Regions from separate parts of the Anas platyrhynchos genome. Here region 2 is linked to region 1. A link is a contact called in public Hi-C data. All regions are on one chromosome and are shown on one strand. Each heading gives the region's core, a stretch centred on a gene start, on an enhancer-like site or on the middle of the called end of the contact. The rest is flanking DNA. Distances are from core to core; before and after follow the strand shown.

Evidence for each region. A called contact is a pair of places that touch in the nucleus more often than the background predicts.
Region 2: a Hi-C map of skeletal muscle shows a contact between it and region 1, with 1.8 times the contacts expected there. The contact joins the promoter of EBF2 here to the enhancer-like site in region 1. A contact is called at or near these places in 2 of 8 Hi-C or Micro-C datasets (liver and skeletal muscle).

What each region holds. Positions count from the first base shown.
Region 1 is chr23:2,904,200-2,907,455 of IASCAAS_PekinDuck_T2T, forward strand. The region is part of intron 6 of EBF2 (EBF transcription factor 2); the gene reads right to left. Among named protein-coding and RNA genes, the nearest start is that of EBF2, 51 kb to the right of the region's middle. Within about 2 kb of position 1,487, at least 1 of the 8 cell types and tissues checked has an H3K27ac peak or open chromatin away from gene starts, as enhancers often do.
Region 2 is chr23:2,955,557-2,958,812 of IASCAAS_PekinDuck_T2T, forward strand. It overlaps EBF2 (EBF transcription factor 2), which reads right to left and starts at 1,682. Exons shown (of 16, transcript XM_038167023.2): 1 at 1,037-1,682. The coding sequence starts at 1,167.

The DNA of each region.
Region 1 (3,256 bases), core at 237-2,736:
AGGCAAAGACAAAATGGTATGAGCCATAAATAATGTCTGCCAAAACTTTTCATCTTTAGGATCAAGCCCACTTGTACACAGATGGGAGCGTAAGTACAAACACATCACCCTACTAACATTATTTAAATGTTGTTTTGTCTACTTAATTCTTACCAGGTTCATAAAACACATCATTTACACCAGGGACCACCACTGTACCTAGGGTGAGCAAGTTAACTAAGCAGTCCTATGAAGTGTTCCTTATTTACCTGGAAGACCAGAAAACCACCAGCGGAGATGTTTGGTCTCTCAGGTAAATAAGGATTCAGTCTGCAGGAATGAAGAATTTAAATGCCTTTATTTTTTTTTAAGACTCCTTTGATAAAGTACTGAATATATACAACGCGGTTATTTTTACGACGCAGCACGATAAGCCCCATTTTTCTTTGTGTTCATGTTTCATTGCATTGTTTAGATGATGTTAAAGAGGCTCAAAACCAGAAGCAGTCATGATTTACACTTTCAGAGTGGTACAAAGCAACCCTGGTGAAGGGAGAAGCCTTTCCTGCATGTCTTTAAAAAGTATTGCTCCTCTGGCAACCTTCTAGTATTTTTATTTGCAAGTAGCAGACTTTACTTAATAAGAATCATTCCCGTTTCAAGGGGAAAAGGCAGTTAGGGGACAGGACTTCGTGTACACACACACTGCCTATATTTTAGAATTATGTTATTTATGTCTGTTGGTTTCTCCAGTTAATTAAGGGCTGGGTTTCTCTGCACGTGTAAATGATTGCGCTCATTACAAAACAGCATCTTGAAAACACAACAAAAAATCATCATCCATGATGAAATCATTCACATGCGAAAACTACTGTACCTCCTCCATGAGATGCTGTGAGACCCCTACTGAAATCACCTCGAGAGCTGGGAGTGCCAGCACTAGCCCAGCGAGCAGACCGTGATGAGGCTGAGCTGCTATCGCGGCACCCAGGCTGAGGTCCGGATCTTTGTCAGAGCAAACTGCTCAGGCTCCTTACAAATCTGGTCTCAATTCCTCCTAAAAGTCTTTTTTTTTTCTCCTCCTTCAAGATATAACCCAACACATTTGCAATAAAAACTAATTTGTTCAAGCCAGCCTAACATGAACTTTTATTCCCAGCTCCAAAATCCACACACATCACATGTTGGAGAACAGGGGAGAAAATACACTGAGAGAAAGGGCAGGTGTGGTGAGAGCATGAATGGATAGCAGGGAAAAAAATAACACCGAAGAGGCACACTGTATAAACTTTAAATTGAATACACCCTTCTCTCCTCCAAAGGGAAAAAAACCCTTGGCTCGCTAACTGAAATCTTACCCTGTTGACTAAACTTGCTGCAAGTTGTATGCTCACCATACACATTTCGGGATATTGGCAAAAAATCTGGAAATGCTTATAAATCCTAAATTGCAACATCAGTCACAAACAGCTAGTCTGCAATCGGATTTGTTATTATACAGTCTCGGGCCGTGCTTTACTACGCTGAACAATTCTTGGGAATTCAGAGAAGCAAGTGTATGATCCATAACCTTCCGTGTGTCCAAATGAAAAAACTGTTGCCAAGGAAACGCCCAAATATCAAAATTGAAATATAGCTTGGCCCTTAATGAGTCCAAAAGGAGCTGTAGGAAGTTTACTCAAGTTCAGCAGAGATTTTGGCTAAATGTGGGGAAGACATTATTAAAAGAGATCCCAGCTCTGTGGTGGAGGCAGGAGAAGAAACACGATGCAATTTTGCAATGTAACTGTGTTTAAAATCTTCTATTACATTTTTCTTCTCTCGGGACAATTGCAAACACCCTAAATGCAATAAAAAATGTGAACGTTACCGAAAGGATGAAAAAAAAAAAAAGGAAAACATGCATTTGGGGACAAAACCAAACAAAAAGAAGGCAAACTTGTAACGTTAGCACAATGATGCAACCTTAAAAAAAGGTACAGTTTTCCAAGAACTGCATTTTTCTGACATCTTGTGCATATTGAGGTCCATGGAGACTTCACATTTTCCACACTCAGCACTTTGAGGGTCAGAGAGGTCAAGGTACCAGTATTCCCAGTGGATCGCTGATAGTTCATCCAGAACAATCAAGCTACTGCCTGTTCCTCTCCCCTCGTTACCAAGCTGACACCGGGCTAGAGAAATAGCCACTGCCGCTAGGAACGAGAAATCCAGAGGCAGAAGATTAATTTGAGATAGGCAGTTTCTTTTATATTTTAGTGCTGTCGTTCTTTTAAGCTCTGACCCATTTCTACCAAAAAAAAAAAAAAAAAAAAAAAAAAAACACAAAGAAAAGTTTCTACCCATCTCCAGCTGAAGTCACCGCAGCCCGCTCCATGCTCACACCCCAAGCTGCTCAGTGGGGGAAGCATTTCTACATTTCTTACAGCTGTGGGTGATGTGAAATTAGAAATTCTGGCCAGTACTTTGGGACAGAGACTGTCTTTTTTTTCTGGAGCACTCAGAAAGCACCTAGAACAAAGAGGCTAATGTTTTGAAAATTCTCCAAATAAATTATCCTATGATCCTACGAGGAAGGCACACCACCAAACCAACATCACCACTTGTGTTGTGTCTCCGATTTTCAGCTACAAATGAATGGCTTCACCTGGTAAATTAGACACAGGAATTATTAGCTCCTAAAGAAACAATGATTTTAGCAAATAGGTGTAAGGGCAAGCTTTCCTCCTTTTTGTCATGAGTTGTTTGCATGCCTTAGCTAAGAATCCGCCTTAGAATCAGTTTCCATCCTCTAATACCTGTATTTGTGTGTTCACTCAATATGATCGGCAACTAATTAAATCCTACACTTTAAATATTCTATCCAACCCATCCCTGTCTGGAAGAACTTTAAGCTTTGTATGCAAAATAACCGACCGAGAAGAGGAACCGAATGTACGTGCATGTTTTTATATTTACCTAAATAACAATTTTCAGAATACGTTGCTGGTTTTGTTCCAAAGGAATTCCCAAAAGAATTAAAGAGAACCACAAACCTTTTGTTAACTACCTTAGAGCAAAGTTATTTTTCAGAATTAAAAATTAGGCACAATACAAATATATATATGTGTATATATAGATATTAAATAGCAGCAAGCTTCCCTTTTGTATTTAAATATCTCTGGTTTCTCATAGATGTAGTTCGGAGTTTAGCATAGCTACCAATGAAAAACATAAAATCCAAAAAATGAGCCGATACTTCTATATTAAATCTTTATGTGGTTCTTAAATAATATTT
Region 2 (3,256 bases), core at 432-2,931, 52 kb after region 1:
CCCATGGATTTATTAAACCATCTATCGGCATTCCTAAAACTCTGATAACTCCTCCCATGGTGCTTGGGAAACCTTGGATCAGGCCGTGGGTGGGGGCTCCGAGGTACCTACCATTCCTCCAACGTCCCACCCGCCGGTGCCCTCACCTTGTCCCTATATTCACTAAAAAGCAGCTGGCTGCCCGGGCTCGTTCAGCTTTCCCCTTCCCGGCGCTATACTGGTGTTTTTTTAGGAGAAAAAAATGTATCCAGAGAGCGAGGGGACAAGTAGATATATGGTACTTAAAGGAGTTTTTATCACCTCAGCCAAAAAGGGAAGAGACTGGGACAGCGCTCCTGTGCAGATTTAGCTGAGGATAGGAGAAGGGAAAAAAGTGTGGGGGGGAAGACACCAAAACACCAACCTATCCAAACAAGAAAAAAAAAAAAAAAGGCCCCAAACCCTACAGCGACCAGCCCCAAACCCTGGCGGCTCCCCCCGCGGTGCCAGGTCCGCTCCTGCCCCGGCAGCTGTAGGGCCGCGGGGTGGGATCTGGCCGCTGCCCCCGGTAGCCCCGGAGCCGCCTGAATTGAGGAACCCAAGATGCGCCGGGGGGGCGGGCGAGGGGGAAAAGCGGCCCCAAAGTTGGTTTTAACTCGGTTCCCTCCTGCCCGGCTGTCTGCCCCCGAAAGTGGGAAGAGGTCTCCTACAGCGCTGGGTGCAAGCGGTTTCCACCAAGAGCCCTCTGCGCTAAAAAAATTAATAAAATATATATATAAAAAAAGAAAGTGATCAGAGCTCTGCCATCCGAGCCCGCGCTGGATTTTAGGGCTCCTGATGCTCTCCGGGTTTGGAGCGCCTGTCCCCAGCTATAGCCGTATTGTCTTGAGCCTTCAGTGAGTAGAAAAGACCGGGAAGGAGGAAGGGGGGTGTCAGAAAGGGAGAAAATAAATTTAATGTCAAATGAAAATAACAAGAGGGAGTAAGGAAAAGGATTGCTTAAAAATAAAAATAAAAAAGAAGCACGGAAGAAGAGAGGGAATGCGGTGACGGTTACCTTTGTGCTGCTACGTTTGCATCCACAACCCCAACGTTTCTGACCCAGGACCTGACGGAATCCATTTCAGAACCTAGAGATTTATCTTTCAGAATTGGTCCTCTTCCTAAAGTATCTTGAATCCCAAACATTTAAAAAGTCTATTCCAACTGGCAACAGTTTCCTTGGGGGGGGGGGGGATGCGGGAGGAGAAGAAAACCACGCAGCCTCTGCAAGTGACACACACAAATCCCAGGGAAGTGGAGAACTTCAGCGTTAAAACCAACTTCTTCTGCTTTTTGGTGCTACGTGTGTTTTAATGCCTTCAATGAGGGGGGAAAAAAGTTTGTCCTCTCGCCGAGCAAAAGTTACGCTGATTCACTCTTGCCTGGGATCATCATCATTCAAACGCGGGCGAGGAAACTGCAGCCAGCAACCGCTCGCGGGTAACGAGGATCACCTGTTTCTCGAAAGACAGGGGGAGAAGGATTGATTGCTGCCCAATCCGGGGGGGGGGAAACATACACAAAAAAAAAAAAAAAAAGAGGGGGGCAGAAGGGCTGGGGATGACTCGGGGAAGGCAGGGGAGCGGGGAGGGAGCCGGAGCCTCGCGGCGGGCAGCCCGCGCCGGGGAGGAGCCGCAGCCTCCCGGCCCCGACACCATCAATGGGGCACGGCGGGCAGGGGGCGGGGCCTGGTGTCCATAAAAGGGCATCTCATTTGCATGGCCCGCCCCGATTGGAGGGCTCAGGGCGCGGCTCCCCCGCTCTGCTCCGGCCCCGGTGCCCGGCCGGGAGCGGGACCCGGAGCGCGATCGGGAGTGGGGTCGAGACCGGGACCGGGAGCGGAACCGGAGCGGGACCGAATCCGGGAGCGGCTCCCGGGCCCCTCAGCTCGGCCTCCGGCTTGCAGCCTCGCAGCCCCACGCGGTCCAGCCGCGGTAACCGGGCTGCTCCGCAAAGCCCTTAATAAATCCATCCAATAAATTAATTAAGAAAGCAGCCGCGCGGGTGCCGGCTTTGAAACGGATCGAAGCGACCAACGGGGCTGCCCCGGGAGGCTCTGCCCGCGCGGTGCCACCCTGGGCGACATGTCGCGACACGGGCAGGGCAGCCCCCGTTCCTCCAGACTTAAAACTTCCCGTAAGGTCCTGCCGAGGGAAAGAGGGCCCGGGAAAGGAAAGCGGAGCTCCCCCAGCCCAGCCGGCGGTGAGGCAGGACGCTACCTGTGGTTTGAGTTGGGTTTTTTTCCTAAAACCACTTTGTCTCGCTGCTATTTCCCCCCCGGCCCTTTTGTAGCGGGATCCGCGTATAGATCTGCCTCTGAAATCCATCTAACAGCAACGCGAAAACAGATTTCAAGACAATGAATGCAAATCTGTGCTCAGCGACCATCTGCCAGATGAGGGAATCAGATGTTCGGTAGTTAAAGGGACAGCGCCAGGATTTCCTCCGCTCATTATCCGCAGCTCCTCTTTAACCCGCTTTATTTTTTAACGGGATGAGATTAATTCGGAAATCGATCTCGTATTTCTAACTCCTTGCACCCGCGCACGCTTAGATTTCAGAAGGCACCGTTCTGCTAAATGCCGGGTGGTTCCCAGTAAGTTTGATGCAGTTCTCCTGAAACAAAAATTACGAATTCAAACCTTCCCCGAAGACTTTCATAAAACGTATCCTTAATTCAGGCGCGATCGAGGGCAAAGCCGGCACTCCGGATCGCTCTGCCCACAGAAGCGCCAGACTTTTGGGTGATCCAGACCTCACCCGATGCCTGCTCAAGGGCATTTCCCACCGCAGCCCCCTCCCCAAATTCACCAAGGCGCACCCGGTGAATTTGTCGCGTTAGCCAGGGGCAAGGTGGGCGTTATAAAGCAAAGCACCGGGAGCTCAGCGCTGCTGCGAGCCGAGGCCAACGCCGGGATGTTCACAGCCCTGCGATGCGATTATTTCTCCGGTCAGAAAACAGGGTGACACATCCCAAAAAAAAAAAAAAAAAAAAAAAAAAAAGTAATAGAATAAGAACGCGCAGTGTAAACGGACGCGTTACAGCGAATTTGGTTTTACTTTCGCAATAGGCACGGGTACCTTTCCCCCGGTAAGAGTCCCTCTGTGTACTAGGATTATTTGGGGCAGTGACACCCTGCGGAATTCCCCAAGCGGGGCTGCTGGGCTCCCATGGGGAAAGTGCTCCCCCCGACCTCCAGCCGCTCGGCTGCGGAGCCGGACCCAGCCCAGGAGC